Regions from separate parts of the Mus musculus genome. Here regions 1 and 2 are each linked to region 3. The links are chromatin contacts, called in public HiChIP or PLAC-seq maps. All regions are on one chromosome and are shown on one strand. Each heading gives the region's core, a stretch centred on a gene start, on an enhancer-like site or on the middle of the called end of the contact. The rest is flanking DNA. Distances are from core to core; before and after follow the strand shown. Region 1 has its middle 27 kb from the start of Gm40754. Region 2 overlaps Ppp1r12a (protein phosphatase 1, regulatory subunit 12A). Region 3 has its middle 14 kb from the start of Gm29685.

The links. HiChIP or PLAC-seq counts read pairs in DNA pulled down with a chosen protein or histone mark.
Region 1: a contact with region 3 is called in an H3K27ac HiChIP or PLAC-seq map of neural progenitor cells, with 4 times the contacts expected there. The contact joins two enhancer-like sites. A contact is called at or near these places in 2 of 15 datasets of contacts at CTCF or cohesin (the NIH/3T3 cell line and large pre-B cells), 3 of 484 Hi-C or Micro-C datasets (macrophages, nephron progenitors and regulatory T cells) and 4 of 115 datasets of contacts at active chromatin or transcription factors (bone marrow-derived dendritic cells, memory CD8 T cells, neural progenitor cells and 1 more).
Region 2: an H3K27ac HiChIP or PLAC-seq map of neural progenitor cells shows a contact between it and region 3, with 13 times the contacts expected there. The contact joins two enhancer-like sites. A contact is called at or near these places in 1 of 39 promoter capture datasets (the 3T3-L1 cell line), 1 of 15 datasets of contacts at CTCF or cohesin (pro-B cells), 48 of 484 Hi-C or Micro-C datasets (the 3T3-L1 cell line, the AML12 cell line, the Ba/F3 cell line and 35 more), 11 of 115 datasets of contacts at active chromatin or transcription factors (CD8 T cells, the HPC-7 cell line, acute myeloid leukemia and 7 more) and 1 of 9 other capture datasets (bone marrow-derived macrophages).

What each region holds. Positions count from the first base shown.
Region 1 is chr10:108,132,157-108,134,856 of GRCm38.p6, reverse strand. No RefSeq gene overlaps it. Among named protein-coding and RNA genes, the nearest start is that of Gm40754, 27 kb to the left of the region's middle. Within about 2 kb of position 1,421, at least 38 of the 459 cell types and tissues checked have an H3K27ac peak or open chromatin away from gene starts, as enhancers often do. A contact at or near this core is called in neural progenitor cells and stem cell-derived neural progenitor cells, where this site is marked.
Region 2 is chr10:108,184,248-108,187,087 of GRCm38.p6, reverse strand. The region is part of intron 1 of Ppp1r12a (protein phosphatase 1, regulatory subunit 12A); the gene reads right to left. Among named protein-coding and RNA genes, the nearest start is that of Ppp1r12a, 24 kb to the right of the region's middle. Within about 2 kb of position 1,532, at least 69 of the 459 cell types and tissues checked have an H3K27ac peak or open chromatin away from gene starts, as enhancers often do. A contact at or near this core is called in the C2C12 cell line, the NIH/3T3 cell line, embryonic fibroblasts and 5 more, where this site is marked.
Region 3 is chr10:107,931,010-107,933,890 of GRCm38.p6, reverse strand. No RefSeq gene overlaps it. Among named protein-coding and RNA genes, the nearest start is that of Gm29685, 14 kb to the left of the region's middle. Within about 2 kb of position 1,265, at least 141 of the 459 cell types and tissues checked have an H3K27ac peak or open chromatin away from gene starts, as enhancers often do. A contact at or near this core is called in the C2C12 cell line, the NIH/3T3 cell line, embryonic fibroblasts and 6 more, where this site is marked.

The DNA of each region.
Region 1 (2,700 bases), core at 172-2,671, 200 kb before region 3:
TAATCCCATAAATACATAAAGTCACACTGGTGTTCCTGATTGTTAGAAGAAAGTGCAGATCATTAAAAAAAAAAGGCAAACCGAGGATAGTTTATATAAACTATAAGTCTGTTTAGTAGCTGTAAGTAAACAAACAAAAAAAAGAATTGGTAATGTTCTTTGAGGGGAGGTATTTTGTTATATAAGTAAAATAGTGTCTTTCCATTTGTTTGTTACTAGTAAGGTATTGTATACATTTACGACTTCTGCATAACTTGTTCAAGGAACTTAGAGAGTGTTCTCCTGAATCTCGTTCTACAGAGATCTGTGTTTTACTCAAAACTAAAGACAAAGTTTGGCAGCCTAGATTTTTAAAGTGCAGTGTGAGTCACTGTGGCTTTCTCACCATGTAAATTATTTTTATTTGAAAATCTGGATAAAAGAAAAGTGAGAATAAATCAACCCTGGCCTGGAGGTCACTTACATTTTAATTTTAAACTGAACATCGAAAGCAATGTTACATTTGAACTAAGACAGTGTAAAGTAATGTTTTAGAGACCCTGGGGCAGCTTCAATCTAACTCAACTGATAAATATTAACCGCATATTATGAGTTCAGTATTGAGTTGGAACACAAAGATGAATTTAATGTGGCTGTTGATGCTGGGGGGAGTTTTGTATAATTTAATACTAGTCCCTGAATAGACGGGGAAAGAAATTAACAGCCCTGAGAGATGCAGTAGCTTTCCCACAGTTAGCAGATAAGGAAGTAGAGCCAAGATGAGAACATTTCTAGTTTGGTATTCCTTGCATAGCTCAATACTCCCTGCTCTGAAGTTTTACAAAAGATACAGTTTTTACGTTGGCCAGAGCTGTTGTGCCGGGGCTATCCCAACAAAGCAGGTCGGAAACATTTCCATGAGAGTCAGCATCTCAAAATAGCTGCTGGTCACTGCAGCTTTGTTCCCAACTCAGGAAGAATGAAAGAAATTCTAATTATACAACTGGCAATGGACAGTGGTCCCTCTCAGCACGCCTTTGAGTGCTTGCTATGTGCCTGTTGTGTGTTATACCCCAGGAATATAAAGTAGACCACAGACATTCCTATCCTCAAGAAACGAATGATCTGGTGGAGGAAATAAACCTGGAGGGCAGCATTTTCATAACGGTGTACAGCTCTGGCCAGTGCCTAAGGAAATCCGTTCTAATTCTCCTTTTAAAAAATCACGATTTGTTAATTTCTTCTTATTTGAAAATGCTTTGACCGGCATATAAAAATTTCCAAACCCAAATTCGATATTCCTTTAAGAAGTCTCTGCGGTTGGCATATGCAAAAGAAACTGGCAAAAAGAAGAAACATTCAATGCTCGGAGCCCAAACCTCAGCGCAGAGGAATACATTACACAGAGCTGTAGCTCTAGGATAGCAGCCATTTCTGCATTCACTTAGGCTGAAGTGGCCTTAGACAAAAGCTTTCCCTCACCCCCAAATTTACCCTTGAGACTTTTAGATATGGTCCCATGGAAGAAAAGGAAGTGAGAAGGGGGGGGGGGAAGGGAGTTGGGGAGAGGGAATTGGAGGGACAGGGAGTTGGGGGGGGGGAGAGGGAGTTGAAGGGAGAGAATATGAACAAGCTTGCTGATTTGTAAGCTTGTCATTCTGGACTAACTCCAGTCATCATTCTCCAGTGGCTTGGAAGGAAGTGAAGGGAAGAGAGTCCTGACCTCTGAGAGTGTCGCACGTGGGAATCTTACCCATTGAATAGGGCCGAATCAGTGACGTCAGACATATGCCGCTCTTCCTCAATGCCGACTTTGGTACCCTTACATTAGGCATTTATCTCACACTAATATGCATTTTCCTTCTTGATGCCTAATAACTCCTCTCTCTCTCTCTCTCTCTCTCTCTCTCTCTCTCTCTCTCTCTCTCTCTCTCTCTCTCTCTCTTTTGGTTTTTCGAGACAGGGTTTCTCTGTATAGCCCTGGCTGTCCTGGAACTCACTTTGTAGACCAGGCTGGCCTCAAACTCAGAAATCCGCCTGCCTCTGCCTCTCGAGTGCTGGGATTAAAGGAGTGTGCCACCACTCCCAGCGCCTGATAACTCTCTTGAGGAAAAAAATAAAAAGTCATACTTAAACCTTGTTTATATCATTTTTTTCTTCTCTAATGTCATCAAAGTTAATTTGATGGCTTTCAATAATGGTATAAATCATTACTTTAAGTACAAGTTCTACAGCTGTTACTAGCAGCTCAAGAAGTTGTGCCCAACCTTAAATGTACGTTCTTAATTGGCTCTCCTGAGTCAACAGCGATGCTGACTACCCCACAAAGCTTTACTTATTCTGAGATGGGTCAGGGGAAGGGAAACATGTATTTTGCATGAATATTTACCTTCACTTCTATTGTTAACCCATTTTAAAAAATCATTTGTCCTGTTTGCCTCTGAATGACACAAGAAATAGACAGCCTGACAGAAATATGATGGCTATCTCAGGAGGAGACATACATACAGGAAAAAGTATCAACTTTGATCTGTAATCTTATCTTCCCATAAACATGATCCCAGCAGTCCATAATACATGGTGTTTGCTTTTTTAGCTTATCACTTGTAGTGACACCGGGCACACGAGTTTTTGTAAGTCAGACTTCAATGGTGGTTCCATGAAAAAAAAAAAAAACATTTATTCACCCCTTCCAGATTATAATTGCTAGGAAAGTTTATC
Region 2 (2,840 bases), core at 283-2,782, 250 kb before region 3:
TTTAGTATATCTTCTTACTATTATAGGAAATTAGTTTGTTAATAAAGAAATTGGCATGGCTGGGAACATAGCCTGTTATCCTATCATTTGGGAGATGGAAGCAGAAAGATCAGGCACTCAAGTCATCCCTAGTTACATAACAAGTCTAAAACAAGCCTGGGCCTGTTACAATGAGGAAAGACAAGTTATAAAGAAAATAACACCTAAGATTTAATTATCTCTTTATTCTTTATTGTCTTTGGCAAAATAAATGCTTTTTTGTTTAAAACAGAATGTGTGGTATACATACTTCTTAATTAAAACATACCAAAATGTTTCTGTAGAAAGATTTTGAAATGTTTCCTGATAGCAATTATAGATAATATTTAATGGTAACTACTGTTGCATTTTAGTATCAATCATAGAATTTGGATCAATGCTGAAAAATGGTTACAACACATAAGAACACTTACAAATGAATTCCAAAACATCACTTTTCAGAAACTTATCTGTATTACTATAAAGTAAATGACTATTGACAACTCTGAATCTCTGAATCAGATAATAATGAATTAAAATTTTATAATGTCATAAAAAATTTCAATGTGAGGGGAGAAACCTTTGCATACAAATTTTACACTGACTACACAGAAGTTATTTTATCTAACTACAAATTCAATGATTACATAAATTCAAATATAGTTTGCCTAGTTGGGGAGAATTCTCCCACTAAAAGTTTTAACACATGTACAGGTTTCTTTGTTAGAAAGCAAGCATTATAAAGCTTTGCTAAAATAACTAAAGTTCTTAGACAAAACAAAGCTAGCGCTGGAAACACAACAGAAGGACATTCTTAGGTTCTGCTAAGGTTTGGCTATGGCTGGAGTATTTCCTCAAGAGTTCATGTGTGAGCCTGGTCCTCAGTGCTGCAGCGCCTTTTAACAAGGTGTGATGACTGGAGGAGCTCCTGAGAGAGATTAAGGTAATTCTCTCTCCTAACTGGAGGTCCAAGAGAGAGACAAGTTCAACTACAAAGAAGGAAGGGAAAAAAAGAACTGCTACCAAGAATTCCAATCTTTTCAGTCCTCAGAATGAACTAGTTAGAACATGCCAACATCTCTGGAGGAAGACAAAGGACGTACACTCTTGGACTTCACTAGGTAATGGTTAAGAGACTAGTATACCCTTTAAATTGCTCAGTTAGACCTCAGCATTTGTCTTTAACGTCTTCTACAGCTTGAACAAATACCCCTGGGACTGAATGACTGTTTTCTGTAACATGAACACCCCTGTCCTAAAACACTACCAACAGTGATTTACTCACTTGTATCTATCTGCTTTCTCTACCCTTTCCCCCCTTGTTGTCCTCTACCATACTATGAACACTCAAAATCAAGGGCCCTTCTTTAGTTGTCATTATACTGATAATGACAACTAGTTGTCTCTGGAGTCTATTGGACTTTAATCAGACACTGAATAGGAGGAGCCTGCAGGATGATGCTGCAGCTCTACCAGTAGCTGTGTAAGCTGGCAATCTTTGCTACTTGTAACTCACCGTGATCATGGAAATTCTATTTGAGTGTGTCATAGACTTGCTATGAGAGCTGGGCTAATTTATAGTCTTTAGTTTAACACAGAGAGAATAGCTTCCCTTTTCCTAAGTGGAACTGTGAACTAATACTAAGAATTTCACAATATTAATTTGCCTTAATGGTATAACTGAGTGACAGATACTAAGAACCACTCAGAGAACGTATTCATGCTCGCCATCTTTTCCTGTGTGCTCTACTCAGAATGCAGCAGCATCACTACACAAAGACTCCCAGGCAGCAACTTCATTGTTCAGCTTTGTCAATACTGTACCATCAAAAATTTCCATATTTCCTAGGTATGAGACACACAGATACAATATACCCTCCTTTTTTACAACATGACAAAAGAACCTAAACTGCTTTGCGGTTTTATTTTTTAAATCAAATTATATAACCAATGCCACGGACCATTTGTTAATGTTAGTGTTCTAGCATAAAAATACTTCCACAAAAGGAATTCCTTCCCCCAGAAAGACGACTTCTAATGCAGCACATAAGGTTCTGAGTAACTCGGCTACTGTGGTAATAAAGGCAGCCAAGAAGAGAACACTGAAGACAAAGTAAAAGCCAGCCTGCGTTTTGTTTGTTTTTTTTCTTTTTGGAGTGGTGCCTTGCATTTTACTGAAAGTCTGAAAGCTGAGTCTTGACCATATAAGGTTCTGGGATTCCCAAGGAAGAAAAAGCAGGGGGTTAAAGGCAAACTTGAAAGCCTTAAAATACACGAACATAGGTGCCGAATTACCACAAGAGCGAATTACCTACCACAAGACAGCCTGGATTTTTTATTACGTATTTCTCACAATCCCAGCAATGTTACTGAAAACAAGCAAACAAACAAAGCAAGCTCACAATGAATGTATAAAGCCTAGTACAGACAGATTAGGTTCAGTTTCCTCTGTTTACCTAGCATTGATCTTCCATTCTAGTTTATAGCGCTTAATTTACCAAACATTTTTTTAAAAAATGGAGCCTTAAGTAACAGTACATAGGTATGGGTGAGGTCCTTGTGCTTAAACAATGTGAAAATTCTTTTTCAGTTCTATAGTAATCTTTCCCGCCCCTCACTTTATATTTAATATTTTACATAAAGTTTCGAACCCTGGAAGAAAGTTTTTAGAGGAACTACAGCCTATAAAATCTAAAGGAGATAACCAAGGAATATAAAAACTGACTTCTGGAAAAAAAGAAAAAAAAAACAAATCTAATAAACGTCGTTACCCTTCCTTTCTTTACAAGAACGGGACTTAGAAACCCACATGAAGCTATCTT
Region 3 (2,881 bases), core at 16-2,515:
AATGCATTCATTGTTATGTGAACATCACAGTGTTTCCACAAATGGAATGGCTATGACGTCACTATTAGCAGATACAATCTTACAGAATTGTCACTGTATGTGTGGCCAGTTGTTGCCCAAAATGTTGCTATGAGACATGACTAAAATAACATTAGAATGAAGAAAGAGAGTGTTGGGTGAGGTCAGGAGGGCATAACTCATGAATGGCCAGCACTGTATCTACAAGTGAGTCATGTAGTTAGCACTGGGATTCTATCTGGATAAAGGAGTTTAGAGTAGGCATTCATGATTGCTTTTTAAAACAATCTTTGGGGGCAATCTCCTTTCTGCATTTCTTCTTGTACCCCATTGTATCTTAGCAGTATAGTAAGGACTTGATTTCCCTGAAAGAGAAATGTTCCCAAAACTGAATTCATTATGAATTCATTATGGTGGCTTCCAAATGAGTTATTTCTTCCTCTATTCCTAATAGGTCAAGGGCTTGACTCTATGATTAAGTTTCAGATAGGAAACCTCAGGGCTCACATCAGACCCCTTTGACCTTTGTCTATTTAATAAAGTCATCTTCTGTATTTCATAGTGTCCCCACCAGCCCCCCCCCCCACTGGTTCAGTTCCTCACTTTTTGTAAAGTGGTTTAGTTTTTTGTATTATCTTCTGGTTTTCCTTTGGGTCTCTTTTCCCCCTTGGATGCATATTCCCCAGAGAGAGAGAGAGAGAGTCAAGTTATATTCCTTACCCCAAACCTTTGTGGGATTGGTCAGTGGATAAAGGCATGAGCTACCAAGACTGATGACCTGGAATTCAATTCCCAGATCTCACAGGGTAGAGGAAAGAACTGATTCCCACAAGTTGTCCTCCGACCTCCACACCCAGGCTTGGTATATGCATACATGTGCATATGCACACACAGACACAGTACACTCAATATTAAAAATATTATAGAGCTTTGAGTGCTTTTTCATTATGTTTCAAACCAAGAAAAACCACCTGACAATCATTCTCATTGCACTGAAATGTCTTCACAGCTCACAAACAGGGTTATCCTAACTGCTGTTCCAAGTGTGCTGTTCTTCCCTTATTTTTGTATATCTGGATCTGTGTTCTCCTCCTTTCTATATCACCTGTGACACAGAGCACATTTGCCTTGCTATGGTAGAGCTCAGTGAGAAACCAAGACTTTGCTTCCTGAGAATTCAAACCCCATGGAGTGCTGCCCTCTTTTGGTTATGACAGCCAAGAGTCCCGACCACCAAATACGGAATAGAACCGGGTGACTCATCTTTTCCTTTCACTCAGAGCCCTCATGGAAACAAACAAGGCAGGGTGAAATAATTCCACTCTCTCTCTCTCTCTCTCTCTCTCTTTTTTTTTCATCTTAACTGACTTCAAAGATTATTTGTTTAGGGAGATACAAGGAAGATAAAAATCTGTATAGGAAACAGAACTTTCATATAGTAAGCATAAACTCCAGGAAAGCCAAGGATTCCTTTGACCACATCCAGCGAGCTAGGAATCCTCAGATGATCACAGACTTTTATGTATAAGGTAGGGGCTGCTCAGAGCAAACGTCCTAAAGGCCCTTTTAGATTAAGAACAAGTTCCTGATTCAGAGACTGCCGAGGCAAGGGCAGGGTTATTTTTCATACTGCCATTAAGCATCGGCACAAATGAATACTAGAGAACTTAGAAGGTAAAAAGTCGCCTTCTTTAGACCCCGTGGGTGTCAGGCTGGCATCAGCCATTCTGCTCTTGGTGCTTTAGTAGGAACAAAGCAGAGGATGATTTGAGCCCAGTGAGAACTAAAGTCACATTTTAAACAAAGGGTGATTGATGAGAGACTGACAGGAAAGAGTGGCCCAGTGACTGAGGGAATCTCATAGGACAGAACTGTTCTAGGAGAGTATAATTAGGAGTCACTTCATTTGCCTCCCTCTCCCTCTCCCTCTCCCTCTCCCTCTCCCTCTCCCTCTCCCTCTCCCTCTCCCTCTCCCTCTCCCTCTCGTTCTCTCTTCTATCTTTCTCTGTCTCTGTCTTTGTTTCTGTCTGCCTCTCTCTCTGTCTCTCTGCGCTGCCTCTGCCTCTCTTTTCTGTCTTTCTCTGTCGCTGTCTGTCTCTCTCTGCCTCTCTGTTTCTGCCTCTCTTTTCTGTCTTTCTCTGTCTCTGTCTCTATATCTGTCTGTCTGTCTGTTTGTCTGTCTTTCTCTCTCTCTCTCAATACAAATTAGTGCCTAGCATAATTATTAGCAGACTGGCTTCACCCAGCAACTGATGGAAACAGATGGAAAAGACTCATAGCCACACATTATGCAAAGCTTGAGGAATCCTGAGGAAGATGTGGAGGAAGGATTATTGTAGGAGCCAGAGGGGGCAAGGACACAAGAAAACTCACAGAATCAACTAATCTGGGCTCACAGGGCCTCACAGAGACGACTTCAGTGACAATCAGGGAGCCTGCATGGGATTGACCCACACCCCCAGAGCATATGTTACAGTTGTATGGCTTGTTTTTTTTTTGTTTTTTTTTTTTTGTTTTGTTTTTTTTTTTTGTGGGACTCCTAACAGTGGGAGTAGGAGCTATCTCTGACTCTATTTCCTGCCTTTGGGACCCTTTCTGTTACTGGGTTGCCTCCTCTAGCCTTCATAGGAGAGGAGGTACCTAGTATTACTGCAGCTTGATATGTCATGGCTGGTTGATGTCTATGGGAGGCCTGCCCTTTTCTGAAGACAAACGGAGGAGGAGTGGGTGGAGGGGTGGAAGGGGGAAGGTAAGAGAGCAAGGGACTGGGAGGAGAAAAGGAAGGGGAAATTGAGGTCAGGATATAAAAAAAAAAGTGTTCTAGGATAGGTGATTTTAGAATGCTCTATGTCTTTGCTATGAA